Linked DNA regions of Sus scrofa: region 2 is linked to region 1. The links are chromatin contacts, called in public HiChIP or PLAC-seq maps. All regions are on one chromosome and are shown on one strand. Each heading gives the region's core, a stretch centred on a gene start, on an enhancer-like site or on the middle of the called end of the contact. The rest is flanking DNA. Distances are from core to core; before and after follow the strand shown. Region 1 holds the start of DGKD (diacylglycerol kinase delta). Region 2 overlaps DGKD (diacylglycerol kinase delta).

Evidence for each region. HiChIP or PLAC-seq counts read pairs in DNA pulled down with a chosen protein or histone mark.
Region 2: an H3K27ac HiChIP or PLAC-seq map of skeletal muscle shows a contact between it and region 1. The contact joins the enhancer-like site here to the promoter of DGKD in region 1. A contact is called at or near these places in 1 of 5 promoter capture datasets (fetal liver), 7 of 47 Hi-C or Micro-C datasets (alveolar macrophages, brain, fetal skeletal muscle and 4 more) and 2 of 2 datasets of contacts at active chromatin or transcription factors (alveolar macrophages and skeletal muscle).

Annotation. Positions count from the first base shown.
Region 1 is chr15:133,746,666-133,752,511 of Sscrofa11.1, forward strand. It overlaps DGKD (diacylglycerol kinase delta), which reads left to right and starts at 2,684. Exons shown (of 30, transcript XM_021075023.1): 1 at 2,684-2,854. The coding sequence starts at 2,699.
Region 2 is chr15:133,813,215-133,819,060 of Sscrofa11.1, forward strand. All of the region lies in intron 3 of DGKD (diacylglycerol kinase delta), which reads left to right. Among named protein-coding and RNA genes, the nearest start is that of DGKD, 67 kb to the left of the region's middle. Within about 2 kb of position 3,632, at least 25 of the 83 cell types and tissues checked have an H3K27ac peak or open chromatin away from gene starts, as enhancers often do. A contact at or near this core is called in alveolar macrophages, fetal liver, fetal skeletal muscle and 3 more, where this site is marked.

The DNA.
Region 1 (5,846 bases), core at 1,434-3,933:
CACGACGGGAACTCTCTAAATCGCTTTTTAATGCCCTGTTTCTAGTCTTTTCTCCTCTGGATCACTCTCTGTCCAGATGCATTAGGTCCCCTTCTTTTTTAAAACCCTCCAGGGGCCCCGGTGCCCAGGGGATAAAGTCCTTGCTCCTGAGGGGACAGAGGCCGCTCTGGGTCCTGGTGCAGCTGCTCCCCTGCCAGCCTCCCCACAACCTCACCCTTGGCTCACCGGCCAATCGAAATCCCTTGTCATCCTCCCAACTTCCCTAATAGTCTCCTGCCTTGTCTTCATGTTTTCCTGGAAAATTCTCTCCATCTCCTAGCCTTTCTAGTCAAAGCTCCCAACCCTGCTAGGGTCACCTCTCCTTTGAAGAGCCTTCCCTGACACCCCAGACAGTTAACTCTTTCTCCCCCGGTACAGCTCCTCCCCCTCCCCCACAACCCCAGGGTTTTGCACTTCGGTATCACACTGTATTTATAATGGACTGATACAAAAATCACTAGTCTCTGTGGAGATTCAAGATACCCTCCCCTCGGAGCCCTTATTAGTCTCTTCCTGCTGTCATGACAAAGTACCACACACCTGGGAGCTTCAGCAACAGAAATTGATTTTCTCACAATTCTGGAGGCCAGAAGTCTGAGATGAAGCTGTCGGCAGGGTTTGATTTCTTCCTATCTTTCTTTTTTCTTTTCTTTCCTTTTTTTTGGTCTTTTTAGGCCTGCACCTGTGGCATATGGAAGTACTCAGGCCAGGGGTTGAATCAGAGCTGCAGCTGCCGGCCTACACCACAGCCACAGCAACACTGGATCCGAGCCGCATTTGCAACCTACACCACAGCTCATGGCAACACCAGATCCTTAACCCACTGAGCGAGGCCAGGGATTGAACCCGTGTCCTCAGGAATACTAGTTGGGTTCCTTAACCAGTGAGCCACGATGGGAACTCCATGGTCCAATTTCTGAGGCCTCTCTCCTTGGCTTGTAGATGGCTCTCTGTGTGTCTTCATACAGTCTTACCTCTGAGCCTGTCTGCATCCAAATTTCTTCCTATAAGGACACTGGTTGTATGGGATTAGATTCCACCCTAATGGCCCCATTTTAACTTGGTTACCTCCTCGAAGACCCTGTCTCCAAATATGCCCACATTCTGAGCTACTAGAGGGTTAGGATTTCAACATATGGGTGTCGGGGAGACACAGGTCAGCCCACAGCAAGACCCTTCTCTCCTCTTTCTTCCTATAGGCTCCTCTCGGCTTCCTGGGAGGCCTTCCCCTGAAGGGTCAAGGGCTTGGGAATCACATGGTCCAAGTTCAAATTCTGCCTCTCTTGCATTCTTTGGGGGAGGTTTCCCAACCTCAAGTTGCAGAGTCTCCACCTCTAGAATGAGACCACCGAGCTCGCTCTGGGGGGACTTGCGTGTGGATTGGTCAAGTGTCTGGCACGTGCCCAGTGGTTAGGATATGGGCGTCATTGCTATGCTCCTGAGTTGCAGAACTTTCCTCGGCAATGGAAATAGTCTCTATTTGTGCCGTCCGGTGTGGTAGCTGCTAAATCATAGGCAGCTACTGAGCAGCTGAACGGTGGCAAGTGTGATCGAGGAACTGAAAATTTAATCTTAATTAATTGAAATTGAAGTAGCCCGTGTGGCTAATGGGCAGCGCTGGCACCCAACCTTTCTCCACCTGGATGACTCAGAGGCTCAGCTGATCTCAACTCCAAGGGCACCCCTCTTCCTCCCAGCCAGGGCTCCACCCACTCACGGTCCAGCTGTCTTAGATGGGAAGGAGGGGCTTATCTCAAATTGCCAAGGCCTCCTGCTAGCCATTACTCCCCTTCCCACTTCTCTATCTTTGCTTCCCTTCCCATTAATCCAGGGCAGACACCTGCCCCGGTTACTTCAAAGCCCGGATCCCAGGCCTCAGCGTTGTGACCCAGCCCCGCCCAGGATTAAGATCCCTCAAGGGCTTCCTGGTGCTCTCAGGACTCAGCCTAAAAGACCAAACCCCTTATCAGCTTTGCAAAGCCCAGGCTAACCTGCCCGCCCCCAGGCTCACCTCTTCAAGCATTTTCCTTCCTTTAGGCTACAGTTTCCCTTTTTTCTAAAGACGTGCTCTTTCTTGCCTCCGGGACTTCGTCTCTTGGCCTAGAACAGGGTTCCTTGGTTAGGGATAACTCCCGCTCGCATTTTCTCTCATTAAACATCTTTTTCTCCAGGGAGCCTTCTCAGATGGAATCGTGTCTGTTCCGGCATCCCGGAGGCCTGTCCCAAGTACTTTCTTTCGTGCGCTCACGCACTCATCCACTTCCCGAACTGTTTATCGTGCAACTAACTACCAAATGTCAGCATGCTGTTTAGATGCTGGCGACACAAGGCAGGGCAAGAAAGACACGGTCCCGGGCCGCCTGGGGGTCACTTACATTCTTGAAGGGGAGATCAAAGATTAAAAAAATAAACACAGAAATAAAACACCACCACAAATTGTGTCCCAGGAAGACAATCAACAGAGGCTAAAACCAGGTGCCCCGCCGCCCCCGGAGGGAGCGAAGGGCCCCGGGCGCGGCGCCAACTCCGGCCGCGCGCGCGGCCGGCAGGGGGCGCGGAGGGGCGGAGCGGGAGGCCGCTGTCCCGGCCCCGCCCCTCCAGGCCCCGCCCCCGCCCTGGCCCCCGCCCCCGCCCGCTGTGCGCGCGCTGGCCCGGCAGCATGGCGGCGGCGGCGGGCGCCCCTCCGCCGGGTCCGCCGCAGCCGCCTCCGCCGCCGCCGCCCGAGGAGTCGTCCGACAGCGAGCCCGAGGCGGAGCCCGGCTCCCCGCAGAAGCTCATCCGCAAGGTGTCCACGTCGGGCCAGATCCGCCAGAAGGTGAGCTCGCGGCGGCGGCCCGGGCGCGCGCCCCTCACGCCGCGGCAGCCCCGTGAGGCCCGCAGTCCGGCCGGAGCAGCCGCCCAGGCCCGGCCCGGCCCGGCCTAGGGTCCCGTCGGGGGCCGCTGCCGGGACGGAGCGCGCTCCGCGGGGTAACGGGCCGGGCGTCCGGGCTGAGCGCGCCCCCCGGCGGGGCGGCGGCGGCGGGGACCCCGGGCCGGGGCGCAGGTGGGCGCCGCGCGGGGCCGGGCGGACTGGGCGCTCGGCTGGGTGGGCCGCGAGGGCCGGGGGGACAGGCCTGCAGGCGGGGGGCCGAGCGCCCCAGAATGGGGGCTCCTGGCTGCGCCCCGCCGGCGAGCGCTCCCCGACCCGGGTTCTGCACATTTGGGAGGTCCCATCGGGCTGTTTCCCGCCGGGTGCCCTGCCTTCACCTGTGGTCCCTTGAGACATTCAGTTGGACCCGGGTGTGGAGGCTCTTCCCTTCCCTCCCCTCCCCTCCGGTGGCTTTTCGTGCGGGGAAGAGGCAGGCATGCGGTTCTGTGACGGTCTCTCTCGTCCTCGGGAAAGCGGGGAGAAGGGGCTGGCCCTGGCTGCGCACCCGCTTGGCACCTCTCTCTCCATGGAGAACTCCAGACGCGAAGTATTAGCGGCAGAAAGACGCATTTCCTTTCTGCAAGAGTAAAGTTGCACCCTTTGTTTTCCCATTGCGGTTTCTGTTGAAAACTGCTCTGGGGTTTTGCTGCGGGTGAGCCCTCCCCGTTAGCACGCGGCTTCCGCAGGCAGGTGGTTGGACAGGTGGCTGAGGGCAGGCTGGGTCTGTGGGCAGCCCGGGCGGATCCAGCTGGCACAGACTTTCTCCTCCTGCTGCAGTGCGCTTTTCCTCCAGGGCCAGTGAGTTCGGCCGGTACTTTTACCGTGGGAGCCGTTGCTTGCTGTATGTTGGGGCAGCCTCTGATACCTCGGGTGGGAGAATCTTTGGTCCTAAGTTAGGTACAGATTTGTTGTGAAGCGCTCCAGTTATTCAGCACGTGGGTGTTGAACACCTTTGTTCCAGGCGGAACAGTCATTGTCTGGTAATAATTACAATGATAGCAAGTCTCTAAGGCCTCCTTTGTGCCTGCCATTTTTCTTGGGTTAATTTTACAGCCCTTTACATGGGCTAACTCATTTTGCACTGGTGATAAGCCATTGTGCGGGGTGTTACCTGTCATCTCCTTATGGAATTGGAGGTGGAGAGGTGAGGTGACTTGCTCAGGGGGTAACTGTGTCACAGGTAGTTAGTAACTGTGGGTCTGGCGCCGAACAACGGTCAGGATTCCGAGGTGGAAGGCGGTTTCTCCGTTTAGGGCTTTCCCAGCCTGAGCACCTGTGCACCTGACGGTATGATCTAGAAAGTGCTGTGGAATCCCGGAGGACCAAGAGTCCAGCTCCCCTCAGGGGCAGGAATGAGGAGGTCAGCCCCTGTAAGGCAGGATCTTGAGGGAATGAGTTTGTCAGGTTGAGTAGGTGACGCTGTGATATCTACAGGTTTGGATGTTGAATGTGCAGGTTTAGGCACACCTGGGAATGGTCAGAAGGTGCATAGGTCAGGCTGAGAGGAATGAGGAAAAGGCTGGATTGAGGAAAAGGTAGATTGGCTGGATTTTGAAAGAAGAGCCCTGGAGTTGGGTTTTTGGCCTTGGGCAAGAGGGAGCCACAGAGGGTTATACAAAGCATGAGAGTGTTGGGTCAGATGTGGCTTTTAGAAAGATCTCTAAGTAGCCCCGATGGTACTGATAGGAGTTGTTGTCTCCTGTTGCTTGGTCGGCAGGCCTGGTATGTGTTGAGTATGGGGTAGATCATGTGATGTGCAGTTGTTACTAAGATTTGCCCTCTCAGAGATTCCAGTGTTTGTCCAGAATTCTGTTCTTTAGGAGGTTTTTGTTTCGTTTTTTTTTTTTTTTTCCTCCTCTTAAAACAATAGCTGCTGTACCAGCTGTTCTGGTTGAGGAGGAGTGATGGGTAGAGTGTTAAAAATACACCCCGAGGACTTGAGTTCCTGAATACAGTCACATCTGTTGTACAAATAGCTTAAGGCTGATTTTTCTTTTGGCTTGTTTAGAGATTGACGGGATATGCGGTTTACTATGTGCGCAGTAGAGTCCAGTCCCTCTCGCCCTCCCTTCCCCTTTTATAGCAGATGAGCCATGGAGCAAATTCCCCTGGTATAGGTAATAGGTGCACCGGAGCAAGAGTCACAAGGGTACGTACGAGGTATCGTTTGGAGTTCAAAGAAGGACCCACCCATTGTAAATACTTGAAACACAGGGAGTTCACTGTAGGGTAGTGGTTGCGCAGGTGAGGACGACTTGAGAATGCAAACAGTGCTCAGCGAGGCAACTCTGCGATGAGGCAGCAAACAGGAAACCACTGCCACCCTGAGCCAGAGGTCCCTGGGAGGCGGCACCGGATCAGACCTGGTGGAGGCCAGAACCATTTTGGTCATGGCGGGGAGACACAGCTGGAGCCTCGAGAGGTCACAGCTGCTGCTGGAGACGCACCTCATGCCCCCTCCTGCTTGGGAAACCCGCCTGCAGGGATCAGCCCCTCTGCAATTTGGAACAGAGCGGAAGAGTGGGGAACGGAACTGAGGACAAGCTGGCCCAGGACCAGAGCTGAATGTATGTCAAGCTTTTGAAATATTAGGCCAGGGCTAGCTAGAGCTGTCTTAATGGGAAAAGAAAAGGAAGTATCTTATGACAGGGCTTCTCAAATTTTCTTGTGCAGATACATCCCCTGGGGATCTCGTTAAAATGCAGATTCTGGTTGAATAGATTCTGCATTTATCAGCTCCCAGGGGATGCTGCCGCTGCTGGTCCATGGACCAGACTCTGAGAAACAAGACCTTGATAACATGTGTAAAGAGAAGCTTACCAAGTGCTAAATAAGTCTTTATAGTTTGTGAGGTTCTTTTTAAAACTTTTGTCCAAGCCTTGTAGCATACGTGTGTAGA
Region 2 (5,846 bases), core at 2,382-4,881, 67 kb after region 1:
GGCCGGGAGAGGTTGGCCTGGCGGGACCGGAGTCCTCAGACTGGATCTGCGGTGGTGTTATTACCGTCGTCTATTACAGCAGGCGCCTCGGTGCGCCGCCATTTGAGTGGAGAGTTGCCAGTTCTTCTGTAACGGAGTCAATCACGTTCTTTACCTGGAGCACGAAGAAGGCTCAGTCTCTGGGCCTCAGTTTCCTTCTCTGTGGTGATGGGGTGGTGTCTCAGTTCAGATTAGATTTGAAGCATTAAAGAAAACCCAGGTGGGGAGTTCCCATCGTGGCTCAGTGGTTAATGAATCCGACTAGGAACCATGAGGTTGTGGGTTCGATCCCTGGCCTTGCTCAGTGGGTTAAGGATCCGGCGTTGCCGTGAGCTGTGGTATAGGTCGCAGATGCTGCTTGGATCCCGCGTTGCTGTGGCTGTGGTGTAGGCCGGCAGCTACAGCTCCGATTCGACCCCTAGCCTGGGAACCCCCATATGCTGAGGGTGCAGCCCTAGAAAAGACAAAAAGACAAAAAAAAAAAAAAAAGGAAACCCAGGTGACAGTGGCTTAAATAAGGTGGAGGTTTGATTTTATCTCCTTGAAAAGACTCGGGGCCAGCAGTCCTATCAGCATGGAGCCCACAGCCGGCGGGATCTCAATGTCCCCTCGTGGTAGGGAGCAGGCAGCAGGGGAGGCTGCCACCGTGTCACCCTCTGGGAGAGCTTTCCTGGAAGCCCCCTGCTGCGTGCTGGCTGGCATATCCCCTCCGCGTCCCCAGTGCAGGGCTGGGGGACGTGTGCCCGCTCAGCCAGGCATCTAGAGGCCTTTGGGACAGCGTGGGCAGTTGGTGAGGAAGAAGAGAAGTGCTAGTTGTATAGGCTGCTGGTGGTTGTTGTTCCAGACACTGATTTTGTAGGAAAAAAACAAGTATAGATAATTTAAAAATACCTCTTACTGTAGGTATTTTGGAAAATACAGAAAACCAGAAGGAAAAGAAAAAAGCATGAGATGTCACCTTCAGTTTTCTAAGGCTTTATGTGTCCTACCCTTTAAATATATATGTATAAATTCTGTGTAAACCTTGTTTTTTCCTTTTGGTATTTTGCTTGTTTCCTGGCGTGCCGCCTGGTAACTAGTCCATAGTTTACTGAACGTATAAACAGCCTGAGACCAGCTCATCAGTGAAGGTGGGCATGAGACTTTGTCCCAAGGAGGACACACCTGGCAAGTCAGCAAATACAGGTGCACTTACCTCAGGCCGCTTTGCTCTGGGAAGTCTGACTGCTTAATCACCTTGACCTTCAATGATTAGAACAGGGCATGGTGGGCCGACCTTGGGCTGGAGAAGTTGGTTATGAGTTCTCTCCCCTCCTAGATAACTGTTAACTGTAAGGTTACTGTAGATGCACTTGGGTACATGCAGATTTATAATCAAATACTGCCAGAGGGAAGCAGGTCAATTACGATAGCATGGCGGCTGTCAGATTTGACAGCTGAATCACTCCCATCCAGTTCTTTCATCCCCACATCCTTCAAGACCCGTTACCAGGGTACTTTGCTGGGTAATTATTATTATCACTGGGATGATAATAATTCTAGGTGTTTGAACTAATGACTTGGAGCTAATTGTTCCTTCTGTGCAGTAGCCAGGAGGGAGGTGCAGTCCTTTCTGCTGTGGCGTGTTTCTCGAACAATAAGTGCACTCACCCACCAGCTGAAAGCAGCAGGATGTGGCCAGCCACGGGGGAGCATAGCCCTGGGCTTGGGGTCTGTGCTCAAGTGTTTGAACCCTAATTCTGTATGCACTTAGCTAAGCGACTCCATTCATGAAGTGCCTTCATTTTTTTTGAAAGGTAAAGTGCAGTGTTTACTGTAGTATTTCCTTATGTACTCTCAAAGTCTGCGCAGCACTGGTGTTGGCACTAGGATTGCTGTTTTGTTAATCTTTGGCTGCAGCATTGCCAAGATGTGAGCGGTCTGCCCCAGCTCATCCTTTGCCAGGAGACTTACTATTTTTATTGTTCACTTGTAGAATGTGAGGATTTTCAGCAACTCAAATTTTGCATTACAGCAAAAACACCTGTAATGCTTTACTGATGCTGAGACTGCTCTTTTATTTGCTTTTTAATACAAATGACCAGTTCCTGATAAATAATTAAGTACACATAACCCAAAACAAATAAAAAACCCTCAGAAGTCTTATCACTGAGATCCCAGACACGAAAACTGCTGTAGAGACCTGAGGTTCTCAAACATGGGGACGGTTAAGGAGGGGGGGAGGTGAGGTCTGCCCACAGGAGGACCTCGGGCAGTGGAGACATTTGGGGCTGTGACAGCTGGATGGGGGTGGGGGTTGAGGGCACACTCCTGGCGTGTCCCTGATGCTGCTCAGCTCCCTGCAGTGCTGTGGGCACAGCCCCTACAGTTGCTGGGCTCACAGTGTCAGTAGTGCTGCAGCTGAGACCCTGATAGAGACATAGACTTTAGGGATTTTCCAGTGAATACCAGTACCTCTACTTTAGTTTTCCAAAAAGTGGCATCAATTATGCATGCTAATTTGTAGCCTGCTGTTAAAATTTATATGATGAACACCTCTGTGCATAAATATGCGTTCTCATCACCCTTTTTAAACTTGTCTAAATGGTATTCTGTTGTGTGAACGTGTCATTATTTATGTATTTCGCCATTCCCCAGTTTTTGGAGATTTAGGCTCTTTCTAGTGTTCTGCTCTCAGAGGCATGTTAGGTTTCATTTGTTTGTATTCTGCCTTCTGCCTGTTGGTCTCTTGTCTCCCTGCCTACTGTTGGGGAATTGCCATCTGGGGCACCACCCCTACCCCTGGGGGTTCTTCAAGGCGATGACACCCCCTACCCCAGCCCAGGGGCCCTCTGCTCAGGGCAGTCTCTCGTCTCCAAGGTTTCCCTCACATCAAACACGTTTCAAAGCTGATGAAGCTCTGTTGAAATACCCACTAGATAAATAACGCTCTTTGTCACATTTCAGTTTTAGGTATAACTTTTGCTTTAGTTAACCTTTTGTTCCTTTTGAAAAACCCGTCTTCTGATAGATTACATGTGATTTTGACCTGCGACCCAGTTGGCTTTGCTCCCTGCCTGACCGTCCTGGGGTCCCTAGGGCTGGTGTCCTAGGAGAGTTGGGAGATGGGCAGGGCGGAGGGGACCCTGGGCCCTGGGTGGGTGAGTCACAGTGGTGGGGACCCCCTCTTAGCCCCCAAAGCTGCCCTGAGACGAGGTGAGGTGCAGCCTCGGAAGGGAAAGCGGTGCCTGCTTCTTCTTCGGGGGGCAGAGAACAGGGTGGGGGCCTGGGAGTCTGGCCCTGCGTCCTGAGCTGCTTTCCCCCAGGCACCTCCGGGAGCTTGTTTGTGCGGTGGTGTCTATTTTTGTGTTTCGTGTGATCCTGTGTGAGGAAGTCCGTTGTCTACGCACGTCCCAGCTGTTGTGAGTAGCCTGTCTCGGGGGGCTTCCAGGTAGGGGCTTGGGTCTGGCCATCCAGTGTGTCGGGCGCATCGGAGAAGCAGGATGTGAGTAACAGGAAGTGTGCCACGTGCTTGTTCTCGGCCACCTTCCCAGGCCCCGCAGGCCCGGGAGCTATATTTAGCCGAGTAGTTCCAGGTTCCTAATCCTGCGTGGACACTGCCCATTGCTCCTCTTTCTGTTGGTGGCTGAACCGTGCCGCGCTGACAGGCACACTCCGTCTCTGGTCTGCTCCAGTGACCCTTGGGTTCTTGCCCCTCGGCTTTCAAACCCGAGTTTCGTTTCTGCTAGGCCACTTCGATTCCGGTCCACTTCGCGCAGTTGGAAGATGCTCTGAAGAGGCAGGGTGGCAGGTAGGAGCTCCGGGTGGTGGTGGGCGGTCGGGCCGTGGGAAGCTGTGCGGCACGAGTTACCATCACAAGCGTTTAAGACGAACGGAGTGGGGTGGGTTGTGGACGATGGGAGGTTCTCAGGAGGGCTGCTTTTCGTCTGTTTCTTAGAAGCAGAAGACTGGGGTTTTAAAGCCCCCGGCGTGGTGGTGTGACTTCACCCACGCGCCAGAAGTGCTCTCTGGTCACCTTGCAGCCAGATGGAAAGCCTGCAGGTCAATGAGCTTCTCTGAGAGGAGTGCCATTGTCTGAGCTTTGTCACAGGAGGGTTTCACCCAGGTCCCCAAGCACCTGGAGCCTGGAAGCAGTCTGCCTGGGGGAGCGCTCACTCCCTGGTCACAGTGCTGGAGAAGTGGGTGATTTTTGCCCAGTGGTGTCAGACTGTGCTTTAGGCACCTGTTGACCAGAGGCCCACGTGGGCTGCTCCATGGGTGTCCCTGCGCCCAGCTGTCTGCTGTGTCCGTGTCATCTCGCTGTGGGAGCAGCTGGAAGCCAATCATTTGCTCTCTTCATCGCCTCACATGCTCTGACCTGTGCTGGCCTTTGGACCAGTGCCTTTCTGCTGGAGGACAGCAGGTGACAGCTCCTGCCACCACAGCAGTAGTGTCTCATTCATGGGGGTGGGAGTGGGGACCCTGAGGGGCAGGCACTGCTCCCCAGTTTGTAGGTTAAGAAGCTGAGGCCTCGAGGGACGAGTCATTTGTGCCTCTGCCGTCTCGGTCTGTGTGACTGCTATGCTGTACCGCCCCCTGCACGCCCTTCATCCCATCACTGAGGCTTCGAGAGCTGGCCTGTCCTTTGAGCAGCAGGCCCCGTGCTTTGAGAATCTTCAGAAAGGCAGTTTCTGGGGTTCTGGTGGCTGCCGCCCCAAGGGTTCATGGAAGGGGGTGTGTTGGGAGAGAAGCTTCTTTGTTGGTCTCTGAAAGCTTCCTTCTGAGCGGTCCGGCCAGCGCCACCCCCTTGCTCCCTCATCAAGCATCAGCCTTACTTTCACACATTCAGCCAGCTCGTTAAGAGAAATTTGAGAGGCAAATGAGGAACAGTTGTGTCTGCCATGCAATGCCTGGCAGCCACGGAGGCCCGGAGGCGGGCGGGTGTGTGACTGCCATGCCAGCCCTGGGGGCGGCCGTTCTGTGCGGCAGCGAGTGAATGAGCACTTGGCCGCCAAGGTCAGGCTCCCAGAGATTCCGCGGTTTGACCAGCAGAATCCGAATCTGTGTGCAGGCATGGTTTCGGGCTGACCCATTCCCTTCTGTAAGGCTAAGCTCAAACCACAAGGCAAACTATAAATTTATACTATAAATCGTAAGTATAATGAACTATACATACTCTGTTCCTGTGTGTGTGTGTGTACAAATACCATAAACACAAAACATAGTGTATGTATCTCTAGCCCTAGCTAGGATATTTCAGCATTTTTTTTTTTTTGTCAAAGCATATAACATTTAAAAAAAAATTATTGAATATTTCAGGCATTTAAAAAGTAGCATGATAATTGTGTACACTTCCAGCCCGAGAAGGAAAATTACAAACCTACTTGGAGTTCTTTGTATTAATTTCCCATCCGGTTCTCCTCCTGCCCCCTCCCCCGCAGTCACCCCCATTCTGAGTTTGGTGTTTATCATTTGTTTGCATGCTTTTTATACTTTCTCTACTCATATTTATAGATATAAACAATACTGTGTATAGTTTAGTCTTGCTTTTTGGGGCCATTTCCACAGCATATGGAGATTCCCAGGCTGGGGGTCCAATTGGCACTACAGCTGCCAGCCTATGCCACAGCCACAGCAACGTCAGATCCAGGCTGCATCTGCGACCTATAACACAGCTCACAGCAACGCCAGGTCCTGGAGCCACTGAGTGAGGCCAGGGATCGAACCTGCAACCTCATGGTTCCTAGTCAGATTTGTTTCCGCTGCGCCACGATGGGAACTCCTAAAAATTTCTAATAAAAGGTGTCACAATACACATCTCCTGCAGC